Linked DNA regions of Mus musculus: regions 1, 2 and 4 are each linked to region 3. The links are chromatin contacts, called in public promoter capture Hi-C maps. All regions are on one chromosome and are shown on one strand. The core of a region is the stretch at or near the end of the contact, and the rest is flanking DNA. Distances in the headings are between cores, read along the strand shown.

Region 1 (2,700 bases), core at 124-2,623, 3.1 Mb before region 3:
TGAGGGAGTTGGTTCTTTCCTTGTACTTTGGGGTCTTGGTGATTAAACTCATGTGGTCAGGCTTGGTGGCAAGTGTTCCTGAGCCGTCTCACAGGCCTCCATCACCGCTCTTTCCCACCCCTTGCCGTGGTTCTGGTGTGGTGGGGATACAGCTTCGTACAGCCTAGGCAAGCAAGCGGTCTGCCACCCATTCAAATTCCCAGGCCCCATCACTTATTTACTTTGCCCTTGTGTCTCTGGTACCCTAAAGTCTGCTCCCGGGGTTGAGGTAGGCGTGGTTCACAGGCACCCTATCCTGGTGAGTCCAGTCCCAGCAGTCCGTGAAAATACTCCGCAAATATTTCTACGGGGAGCCCGCACTCCCCCCGCCCCCCAACCCCGTGCTTGCTTTGCCAGCTTCCAGATCATACCCTCCTTTCTTGAGGTAGGAAGTGAGAGTCCAGAGGCTGGGTCTGGTGGGGGCGTGGCCCGCCGAAGGGTGAGCGCTGAACTGCCGAGGAAGGAACAAAGGCTGGGGCGGGGCAAAGCCTTGGGCCCCCAGCCTGATTGGGAACAAAGGCCACACCCGGGACAGTGGCGGGATACTCCTCGTCTCTCCGCTGCCACGTGGGTGAACACCTGGTTCCGCGCGGAAGGGGTAGCCTCTTGCCGTTGAGAGCCTTGGAACTGCTTGCGGGCAACAACTCACTGTAGCCCAGATCCAGACTGGCGAACGGATTGCCAGTGCACTGCAAGGCTGCAGAGGCATCCACTCTCAGCACGGCAGTGTTTGGGAAGGGGGACAGGTTGCCTTTTCACATTGATCCTGCTTCTGAGATGAAACGCTTAGCCGCACTTGATCCTGCTATCCTCTACCTTAGATCAGATTCTTCAACCTAGGTCCAGCTCCTCAGTCAAGATTCCTCCCCAGGTCTTATTTCTCCCTCAGATAAGATTTATCAATCAGATCCAACTTTAATTCCTTAGCGTTAAATGTTCAGTTCTCCTAACACACACACAAAAAAAAAGAAAAAAGAAATCACACTAAAATCAGTATAGCAGAGGACTAACACAGAAGGGGCTTTCGAAGGACTGGGCAGAGTTTTACAGAATGGCTTCGCAGTATCTCTCTGTGATCTGCGGTTTGACTTGGACAACTTTCTGCTTCCCGAGTTTAACAATAAGAAAGTTTGGGTTAAGACCGCCTCCACGTTCGGCGGGAACTTCCTGGCAAAGACCCCCTCACCCCCTCCACCTGGGCTCCGGCGCTTTGCTCTGCCGTGGCCCCGCCCACCCTGTATTGTCCCGCCCCTCTTCCCCGACTATAGGCCAGGCTGCCGCTGCAGACGTCGCCACGCCTGCTGAGGAGGCGGGGCCTAAGGTTCGGCTCTGCAGGACCTGCGCGCTCAAGCACGCGGGTTGCCAGCCTGGGTGCACCGTGCGGTGGGCATGGGAGACGTCAAGCACGCACTCTGCGGGTGAATTCCTCACCAGCAGCATTGCTACTCTGGATCTAGAGGGGCGGCAGCGAGTGGAAGGGAGGGCCCTGGCGCGTGCGTAATCTGCGCCCCGCCCCCAGGCTGCGGTGCCCAACGCGCGTGCGCGGCGTCGTCGGCGCCAGATATTTCTGTCCCGCCTCCAGGCCGCGGCTCTTTCTGCGAGCGGCGCGCGGTCAGGCGGTTGTTCGCAAGTCTTGCGGCGCGAGTGTCTCAGAAGCGAGGGAGGAGGCGGCGCTGGTGGCGGCGCCGTCGTCTGTACAGAGGCCCGCAGCCAGCGGCTTGGCCGCATCTCGACAGCGCCTGGGGCGCGGCGGGCGTCGGCCCAGGAGACGCGTGGCGGCGCTCGGCCTCGCGGCATCGGCGGCTGCCTGGCCGTTGGCGGCGAGCGCACTTGCGCCTGCGCAGCGGGCTCCGTGCCCCTCCTCCCCTGGGCGGCCCCCCCACCCCCCCGGCGGCGTGTGAATGGCGGCCTCGGCGGCAGCGACTGCAGCGGCCTCGGCCGCGACGGCCGCCTCGGCGGCCTCTGGTAGCCCAGGGTCGGGCGAGGGCTCGGCGGGCGGTGAGAAGCGTCCGGCTGCTTCCTCAGCCGCGGCGGCCTCTGCAGCCGCGTCGTCCCCTGCGGGGGGCGGTGGCGAGGCGCAGGAGCTTCTGGAGCACTGCGGCGTGTGTCGCGAGCGCCTGCGGCCCGAGCGGGATCCTCGGCTGCTGCCCTGTCTACATTCGGCCTGCAGTGCCTGCCTGGGCCCCGCTACACCCGCCGCAGCGAATAATTCGGGGGATGGCGGCTCGGCGGGCGACGGCGCTAGTGAGTACTGGGTGGCCAGGTGCCCCTCCCCCTCCTCGCAGCCCGTGCTCGGGACTGCGCCTGTGCGAGAGTATGGGGGCCCGGGTAGGGTTAAGTAGGCCTGCTGGTTTAAGAGGGGGCGGGGAACGGGTCCTGGCCTCTGCCAATGCCCGTTACCAGGTCTGGACACCGAGGTGCAGAATGTGATGGGAGATGTCAAGAAATCAGAGGGTGTGCATGCATTCCCATTTTTATCTTGGCAGTGGTGGATTGTCCAGTGTGCAAACAGCAGTGCTACTCCAAAGACATCGTGGAGAATTATTTTATGCGTGATAGTGGCAGTAAGGCCTCTTCTGATTCCCAGGATGCTAACCAGGTATGTCCTGTGGGAAATCTTGGGGAAGAGGGAAGCGTGACCTTTTCCAGAGCCTCTCACCA
Region 2 (2,700 bases), core at 19-2,518, 3.2 Mb before region 3:
AATCAGCACCCCCTTCTCCTGAACCCTATAAAAGGAAGCCCTGAGCAATAATCTGGACACTGAGAATCTTCACTCCCATAACTCATTGTCAATCTTTAATAGCATACCTACATAATATGTAATTTCACTTTTACTCAAATAACATTATCTTACTTTTTTTCTGTAAGCTCTTAAATTCAATTCTTTGGAAAAGAGGCCAAGAACCTAGAAATGCCCAGCCCAGACCCAGAGCACCAGTTATGACACTACTGTCATTGTCAGACTGGTGAGGAAGATGCCAGGAGAGAACAAAGGAAACTACTAGGCTGAAAGGAGGGAGAGACAGAGAAGGGAGGATGAGAATAAAAGGACCTGCTGTTTGCTGGACTGCAGCTCTGTATTAGAGCACTTACCACTCTTGCATAAAGACCTAGGTTCAATATCCAGTACTGGGGAGTGGGGATAGTGGAGGAAGGGCAGAGCCTGCTGTTCTACACCTGATAGTCTCTGTCTCTTTAAGGGTATAGTGTATTTTTGGTCTTTTTCTATTACATCATCAACCTAGTGAAAACTAGCAAAAGCCCATTGTTTCCTTCCTTCTTTCCTTCCTTCTTTCCTTCCTTTCTCTCTTTTCCTCTTTCTCTCTTTCCTTCTTTCTTTCCCTTTTCAAGGCAGGGTTTTGTAGCCCTGGCTGTCCTGGAACTCACTCTGTACACCAGACTGGGCAGGAATCAGAAATCTGCCTGCCGGGCAGCCGGGTGTGGTGGTGCACGCCTTTAATCCCAGCACTCAGGAGGCAGAGGCAGGCAGATTTCTGAGTTCGAGGCCAGTCTGGTCTACAAAGTGAGTTCCAGGACAGCCAGGGCTATACAGAGAAGAAACCCTGTCTCGAAAAACCAAAAAACCAAAAAACAAAACAAAACAAAAAAACCAACAAAACAAAAAATTCCAGCAGCAGGTCAGATTGACCAATTCTAACACCAAGACCTTGCCGCTGCGCGCCCAACTCACGGTGCAGATGCATATATGCCCTGAACTCAGCCGTCAGGGCGGGAGGATTATTTTCCAGGCAACTCGAAGCCCAAGTGATGCCCGCACCCGCAGGTAACGGAATGTAAGCTGACCTCTGCTGGTACCCAGACCTGATCCTTAAACAAGACCTGTGAGTGGTTGCACTCCCTTAGACCAGAGGCCAGGCCTTCCCCGATTGGTCAACGTTGGGCTGGCGCTAGCTTCCATTGGTTAAGTGCTGCGTCTCGGCGCGTGGCCTTCTGGGAATTGTAGTCTCAGTGTCCCTGGCGCTGCCGCCATTGTCCAGCGGGAGGCCAGTCGGGTGGTCCCCAGGACGGGGCTGAGTTTAAAATTAGGGTGTCCTTGGACGTCTGTGGCTAACCTGTTGGCCTGGAATGGACCACCAGGACAAAGCAGCAACAGTGGCAATGGCCTCGCGGCCGCAAGCAACACAACTTCAGGTAACAAAAAGGACAGATTGGACTCCGAGTCCTGCTGTCCCCGACAGAGTGACCTGTAACCCGCGGCGCTTTTTCCACAAGAGAAACAAGCGCTGTGGCTCAGCCTCCGAGCCTGGGTCCAAATCTAGTTCCCTCTGTGTGCATGCTTCAGCCTCCTGTCTGCGTGCCATGGGGTGGAGGGGAGGAGGGTGGTCATTTCCCTGAGGACTGACAGGCTCTGCTCAGGGGTTCGATCCCACTCTGGCCAACGCCCTCCCATTTATCCCGAAAGACGGTTCTCGGAGATGACAGGTGACTGGCTAGCATTACAGAGCAACCACATTGCGGGTACGGTCCTCAAAACATGTCCTAAGGCGCAGAATCAACCGACTTTTAAGGGAACCTCCGCACCATGACCCCTATTTTGCAAGTAAGGCATAACTTCACGGGGCAGAGGTACCAAGTTAGGAAAACAGAAGTAACTAGTAAGGGTCACGCCCTTCTGGGCCTTGGGAAAACTGGTAGGTGTGGCTATCAGTGTTTGTCTAGCTCCTGATCATCAAAGTCTGCACTTGTAGACAAATTGCTTATTCTGTTCACCGTAGTTCACCTAGCAGAAGCCAAGACCATTTCATACATAAGTTCTGCAACTTTGAAATTATGCTCTGGAGGTCAGGAGGTGGGTATTTGGTTTGCTTGGGGGAAATTTGCGTTAATTACATTTGGTGTGAAAAGTAAGCTTATGATAGTCTTAGATTGCAAATGATCAGATTCATGTCATCTCAGTTTTTCATGAAATGTGACCAGAGTGTAGAACTGAGAACTGAGGCCTATCAACAGCTATATGAATGAGCCATAGTGAAGGTGGATTCGCCAGCCCCAGTCAAGTCTCAGGTAACCGTCATGAGGCTGACAGTTTGTCAAGGAGTAAGCGATGAGACGGGCGGGAAAAGAGGTGTGTTTAATCAATCTGTTGTCGTGTTTCAGGTAGTACACACAAAACGTAGTGAGACCTGAAATAAACACTACTTCATGGTTTCTGATGGGGTAGGAAATCAAGAGTGACTTAGTTTATGGATCTACCCTAGGCTCTTAAAGTTATATTCAAAATGACAGTCCAACAGTTATTACTTGAGACTTATCAGAGCCTAGAAGACCCACTGTCAAGATAGTTCATTCACATGCTGTTGGCAGGAGAACTCAGTGTTTCTCCTTGTAGGCCTTGCTATGAAGCACTTAGGTCTCACTGTGTAAAGTGAAGTTTCCTATA
Region 3 (2,700 bases), core at 20-2,519:
CTTTTCCTGTCCCCAACACCCAACTCACATAACACTTTCCTCAAATGTTCCCTGCTAATCAGCGAAGTTCAGTAAAGAAGAGATACAGATTCCTGCACCACAGCACACTATAGGGATTGGAATCACTGTGGGCAGGGCCCTGGGGACTGACCTTTAGAATAACTGTAGATTTACAGAAAACTAGCCTATGCTAGTTCCCACATAGCAGTTTCTGTCCTATAGTAAGATGTTGCTCTTACTATAGCATAGTGTATTTAGTACAGATACTGAACCACTGTCAATAACTGACTGTCCATGCTTTATTTAGACTTTTCCACTAATTTTTAACTGTGTGTGTGTGTGTGTGTGTGTGTGTGTGTGTGTGTGTAGGCCAGAGGTTGATGTCAGGAGTCTTCTTCAGTTGTTCTGCACCTTAGTTTTCGAAACCAGGTCTCTCTCTGGCCCTGGAACTCATTGATTCTGCCAGACTGGCTGGCCAGCAAGCTCCAGGCATATGCCTGTCTCCCACCCACCCATTCCTGTTACAGGTGCCCGCTGACACACCCAGCTTTTTACATGGGACTGAGTATCTAGTGACATTCTGTGTGTGGCACTGCAAGATACTCCCTAAAGGCATTGTGTGTGTAGGTTAGAGAACAATTTGGAGGAGCTAGTTCTCACCTTCTACTATGTGGGTCCCAGGAATAGGAATATGGTTGTTAAACTTGGTAGCAAATGCCTTTAGCAGCTGAGCCATCCAGCTAGAAATGGAGACCTTCTGGATTCCCCAAGCCAATTCTAGAGACGATCGCCAGAGGGAGTAAGAAGGTTCGTTTTCACTGCACAGTTTTTTCCCAAGTGACTATGACGTAAAGCGAAACAGGAGGCGGAGCTAAACTGCTGGGTCAGTCAAACCTGGAGCATGAACCTAGAGGCGTCACATGAGCGCCGCGACACTGGTCAGGTGATTAGTGTGACCCAGTTCCGCCGAGGCGTGGCAGAACAAGTCTATAGAGCCTGCTGATTGGTTGGAGGGAGTCAAAGGTCGCGCTTTGGGGGCGGTGGGCTCTTGGCGGTTCGGGCTTATGATTGGCTTATTTGGTGTCACGTGGCAATGCGCTTGTGGGGGTTCCAGGAGGCTAGCGGCGTGTGCTCACGTGTTGGGGGGGGGGGGGTCAAGGTGCTGAGTGCGGTAGCCGGAGGGGGCGTGCCGGGAGGAGAGTGCCTCGCAGCTTGAGCCCACTGGTTGGTTCGCAGGGTTCACGTGGGGTGGCAGGCCTGGGTGACGTCAACGCAGCGGGCGGAGCTCCGCTGAGTGCGCGGTGTCCGGGGCCTGTGAGTCGTCGCCAGGCTGTGTCGGGCCTGAGCCGAGCAGCTGCGCGACGTCATGGACAACTCCGGGAAGCAGGCTGAGGCTATGGCGCTGCTGGCTGAAGCGGAGCGCAAGGTGAAGAACTCGCAGTCCTTCTTCTCCGGCCTCTTTGGGTGAGCAATGGGCGAGGCTGGGCCCAAGGCGGGGAAGAGCGGGCTCTTCTGCTCTGCACTTTGGGAGCCCCTCAGCGGCCTTGCAGGCCCTGGCCGTGGCCCTATGGCTGACGACACCCGCTGACTGGTGGCCGCGCCTTTCCCAGGCCGGTGCCCGTGGATCTGTGCGGCCCAGGCTGCCGGGGTGAGGACACCAGACCGAGGGGACCCGGGCTGGGGCGTCCTTGGGCATGATGAGCCGGAGTACGAGGTGTGAGGGTGAGTGGGGCCCTGCTAAGAGTGACTGATGGCGAGGCCTGGACTGAGAGGTGGAGACTTGTGCTTGGGGAACAAGCATGAATGGACAGTGACACTGGTTTTAGCCAAGACAATGGTGATGGGAGGATGAGGCACACAAGAGAATCATTAGGGTGGTAGGACCACCGCCTACTAGGTGGTCCTCAAGTCTGGAGTCTGAACACACCCAGGAGGTGGCAAATACCTCACACAAAGTTTATGCAAGTTTGCCATCTTCAGCCATATTAACTTAGGAGCAGCAGAACCCATGCTTGGGATGCGATTCCGAGGTTTCTTTATCTTAAGGGAGTAGGTCTCTCTGAAAGGGCTTGTTGGTAAAAACTAACTGCAGAAGTTTGTTATGAGTATAAACTATGTGTACTGTGCTCAGAATTGAGTCTGGCCCTCTGAAAGGCTCATCAGGCAGGAAGAAGCAGACTCAGAGAGTGTAAGATGCTGATGGGGAAACCAAGATGGTAGGAATTGGAGTGCTTGAGGGGTCTGGGGAGAGGGCCAGAGCCTTGGGATATAGGAGGGGGTAGGGGGAGACGACACTACATGGCAGCAGGCAAAGCTCTTGAAGGAACAGGCAGAGAGGAACACTGGGGAAAGGTCCAGGCAGGTGTTGAGGAAGAGCTGTGCAGGGGTAGGACACAAAATCAGAAGCCTCCAAAGCAAGGATGGAAGGATACAGAAGACAACCAGGAAGTTGGGGAAAGCTCTGGGAGAGACTGTTATAAGCTGGGTGAGGACAGAAAGACATGAAGGGGAGGGAGAGGATGAAGCCATCCCTTGTTGTTTGCCATCAGATAATGTTTAGCAAAGGAACTTGAAAAATGTTTATACCTGCTGCACAGACATCTGGTTAATGACAGGCTATGTCAGTTAGATGAGAATGTTTCATTAGAGAGAGTGTGAGTGTGTGTGTGTGTGTGTGTGTGTGTGTGTGTGTTTCTTCAG
Region 4 (2,775 bases), core at 212-2,711, 3.2 Mb before region 3:
GTAAGATTCCCGAAATCCCAGTTTTCCCTCCCTCCACACACACAAGGTATGAACTGAGATATAGAGAAGAAAACGGGGTGAGAATCTCTCTTCTCTCTCTCTCCCTCCCTCTTTCCTCTTCTCTCCTCTCCCCTCCCTTCTCTCCTTATGTTTGTTGACACCTTTCCTCTCTTCTCTTCTCTCTCTCTCCCTCCCTCCCTCTTTCCTCTTCTCTCCTCTCCCTTCCCTTCTCTCCTTATGTTTGTTGACACCTTTCCTCTCTTCTCTCTTCTCTTCTCTCTCCCTCCCTCCCTCCCTCTTTCCTCTTCTCTCCTCTCCCTTCCCTTCTCTCCTTATGTTTGTTGACACCTTTCCTCTCTTCTCTCTTCTCTTCTCTCTCCCTCCCTCCCTCCCTCTTTCCTCTTCTCTCCTCTCCCCTCCCTTCTCTCCTTATGTTTGTTGACACCTTTCCTCTCTTCTCTCTCTTCTCTTCTCTCTCCCTCCCTCCCTCTTTCCTCTTCTCTCCCTCCTCTCCTTATGTTTGCTGACACCTTTCCTCTCTTCTCTCTCTTCTCTTCTCTCTCCCTCCCTCCCTCCCTCCCTCCCTCTTTCCTCTTCTCTCCTCTCCCCTCCCTCCTCTCCTTATGTTTCATCCCAGCAGTTGGGAGGAGCAGAGGCAGATGAATCAGCCTGGTCTAAAGAGCGAGTTCCTGGACAGCCGGTGCTACAAGGAGAAACCCTGTCTCCAAAACAAACAAACAAACAAACCCACCCCTGGGGGTGAACCTGCTGGCAAGGTCTCTCCCTTATTAGTACCAAATCACTGGGATCTCAGATAAGTAAGTCACCTAGGAGATCCCCGGGCTGCCAACCCCTCCAGGACTCCCCTCTATGTATCCCTCCCCGGGGAGGTTCACGAATGGCGGTCGGAATCTACTGTCCGCGATTGAACCTGAGGAAAAAAAGCCCAGACAAGCGTGGCCAGAGTGATTAAAAAGGAAGTGATCCCATACCGGAAGCCTGGGACCCGCCGAGCATGGCTTGCGGGAGGGGAGAGGGTGGGGCCCGTGCTTGTGAACCCGGATCGGTGGTAACCACAGGACCCGACTCCATTATTTTGGTGAGAAAATGTGAGCCGAGCTGGTTGCCCTAGCTAAGAATCCACCGTCCATGGTTCCTGGGTTTTGCAGCCTAATTACGGAGAGCGTGGACTGGACGTCAGCACTACTTAGATATGGCGGCGTCGGTCTCACCAAAGTTTCTGCGCATGTGCGCCGACTCAGAAGCCTAGCTAGTACTTCAGAGGTCCGCCAGAAGACGGGCGTGGCGCTGTTTCTAAAAGTGCGCATGCTTTACCCGGCTCAAAGGGCGCCTCTCATCCTAGCGCTTGATTGGTTGGTGAGCACGCTGTTTTCATCTGCGCGTGCGTCTCTACCTCTGACCCGGAAGTTTTCGCTTTGCATAAAAGCGCTAGTCCGCTGCGCGCGGCCTCTTCCTGTCTGTATCAGGGCGGCGCGTGGTCCACGCCGAGCGACTGAGAAGCCCAGTCTGCGCCCTCAGGTGAGGCTGCGGAGGGACACGGAGTTCAGAAGAGGTGACCATGAGTGTTCTAAGGCACATCTGGGGGGCCGGAGGCCGAACCTGAAGCCTGGGCGTGACCGCTTGGATCTCACCGTTTCTCTGCGAAAAAGGGTGCCTAGGGAAACTCGGCACGGGCCGAGTTAGTCTTCGCCTCTTGTTTGCACTGTTTTGACTTCATACTTTGCACACACGGGACTCCAGGGAAATCACTTGGGTCATATACCATAAACATAAATCTAGGTTTGCTTAGTTTTGTGATGACTCTTTTGCTCAGTACACGTTCTAAGTGCACAACGGAAATCTGATGGGAGCTGATGAGTATACGGCTTCATGAACCATCATACTGTGGTCCATGTACCAGCTGATTAGCGGGGTGACTGCCGAGTTACTTTAGAATCCTGAGTGGTTTTCCTGGGTTTGGAGAGCTGTTCAAAGCTTTCTGGGTCTCCCCTTCATGTCCCAGTTTGCCACAAAGTGAGAGTTCGTCTGAAGAGTTTGGGGTCAGAGTGACTGCTCCAGCATGTCTAGGCAGTAACGGTTTCTTGCCATTCTCCTGTCCCCAGGATGACTGAGTGGGAAGCAGCCACACCAGCGGTGGCAGAGACCCCTGACATCAAGCTCTTTGGGAAATGGAGCACTGATGACGTGCAGATCAACGATATTTCTCTGCAGGTAAAAGGAACTTAATGATTGTTCTTTGTGATGATTTTTTTAATTGAGACCAGGTGTGGATGAGCTTCTAGTTCAGAAAAGGGCATAAAACAACCAGTGGATGTACAAGACAGGTAGAAGAGCAATAACTGGACAGCTACACCCACGCCTAATACAAACTGGCACTAAAAGATGTTAGAGTGTGGTTTTTATCCCGTATTTTTCTAATCGTGTGTCTCTTGAGACAGAGTCAGGGTCTTGCTGTGTAGCCCTTGCTGGCTGCCTGGAGCTCTTTGAGATCTTGCCTCTGTCTCCCATGTGCCACTACACCTGACTTGATGTCCCCTTTCGTTTGTATATTCAGTTAGTGGGTATCAATTGAAAAGATGGCTTTAGTCAACTGAACCATGTTGGCACCCTTGTCAAAAGCAGTTGGTAAGCTGCTATCAGCCTACAGCAAGAGGAATTTGAGTATGAGACCAGTTGGTGCTATGAATGTTCCCTGCTGCCCTCCCCTGAAAAATGTCAGTTGGCTATGGGTACTGTTATGGCTAAGTTAGTATG

What was found. Promoter capture Hi-C pulls out the DNA fragments that hold promoters and counts their contacts.
Region 1: a promoter capture Hi-C map of second pharyngeal arch cranial neural crest shows a contact between it and region 3. The contact joins the promoter of Trim28 here to the promoter of Napa in region 3. A contact is called at or near these places in 3 of 39 promoter capture datasets (the HPC-7 cell line, cranial neural crest and second pharyngeal arch cranial neural crest).
Region 2: a promoter capture Hi-C map of pre-B cells shows a contact between it and region 3. The contact joins the promoter of Zfp128 here to the promoter of Napa in region 3. A contact is called at or near these places in 3 of 39 promoter capture datasets (cranial neural crest, maxillary cranial neural crest and pre-B cells).
Region 4: a promoter capture Hi-C map of second pharyngeal arch cranial neural crest shows a contact between it and region 3. The contact joins the promoter of Rps5 here to the promoter of Napa in region 3. A contact is called at or near these places in 3 of 39 promoter capture datasets (cranial neural crest, embryonic stem cells and second pharyngeal arch cranial neural crest).

What each region holds. Positions count from the first base shown.
Region 1 is chr7:13,022,779-13,025,478 of GRCm38.p6, forward strand. It overlaps Trim28 (tripartite motif-containing 28), which reads left to right and starts at 1,374. Exons shown (of 17, transcript NM_011588.3): 1 at 1,374-2,283; 2 at 2,526-2,638. The coding sequence starts at 1,941. Gm31649 reads right to left here and starts at 1,811. Exons shown (of 1, transcript XM_006540453.4): 1 at 930-1,811. The coding sequence starts at 1,767. The coding sequence ends at 1,222.
Region 2 is chr7:12,879,910-12,882,609 of GRCm38.p6, forward strand. It overlaps Zfp128 (zinc finger protein 128), which reads left to right and starts at 1,269. Exons shown (of 4, transcript NM_153802.4): 1 at 1,269-1,451. The coding sequence starts at 1,386.
Region 3 is chr7:16,097,311-16,100,010 of GRCm38.p6, forward strand. It overlaps Napa (N-ethylmaleimide sensitive fusion protein attachment protein alpha), which reads left to right and starts at 1,270. Exons shown (of 11, transcript NM_025898.4): 1 at 1,270-1,464. The coding sequence starts at 1,367.
Region 4 is chr7:12,920,850-12,923,624 of GRCm38.p6, forward strand. It overlaps Rps5 (ribosomal protein S5), which reads left to right and starts at 1,462. Exons shown (of 6, transcript NM_009095.2): 1 at 1,462-1,539; 2 at 2,124-2,232. The coding sequence starts at 2,125.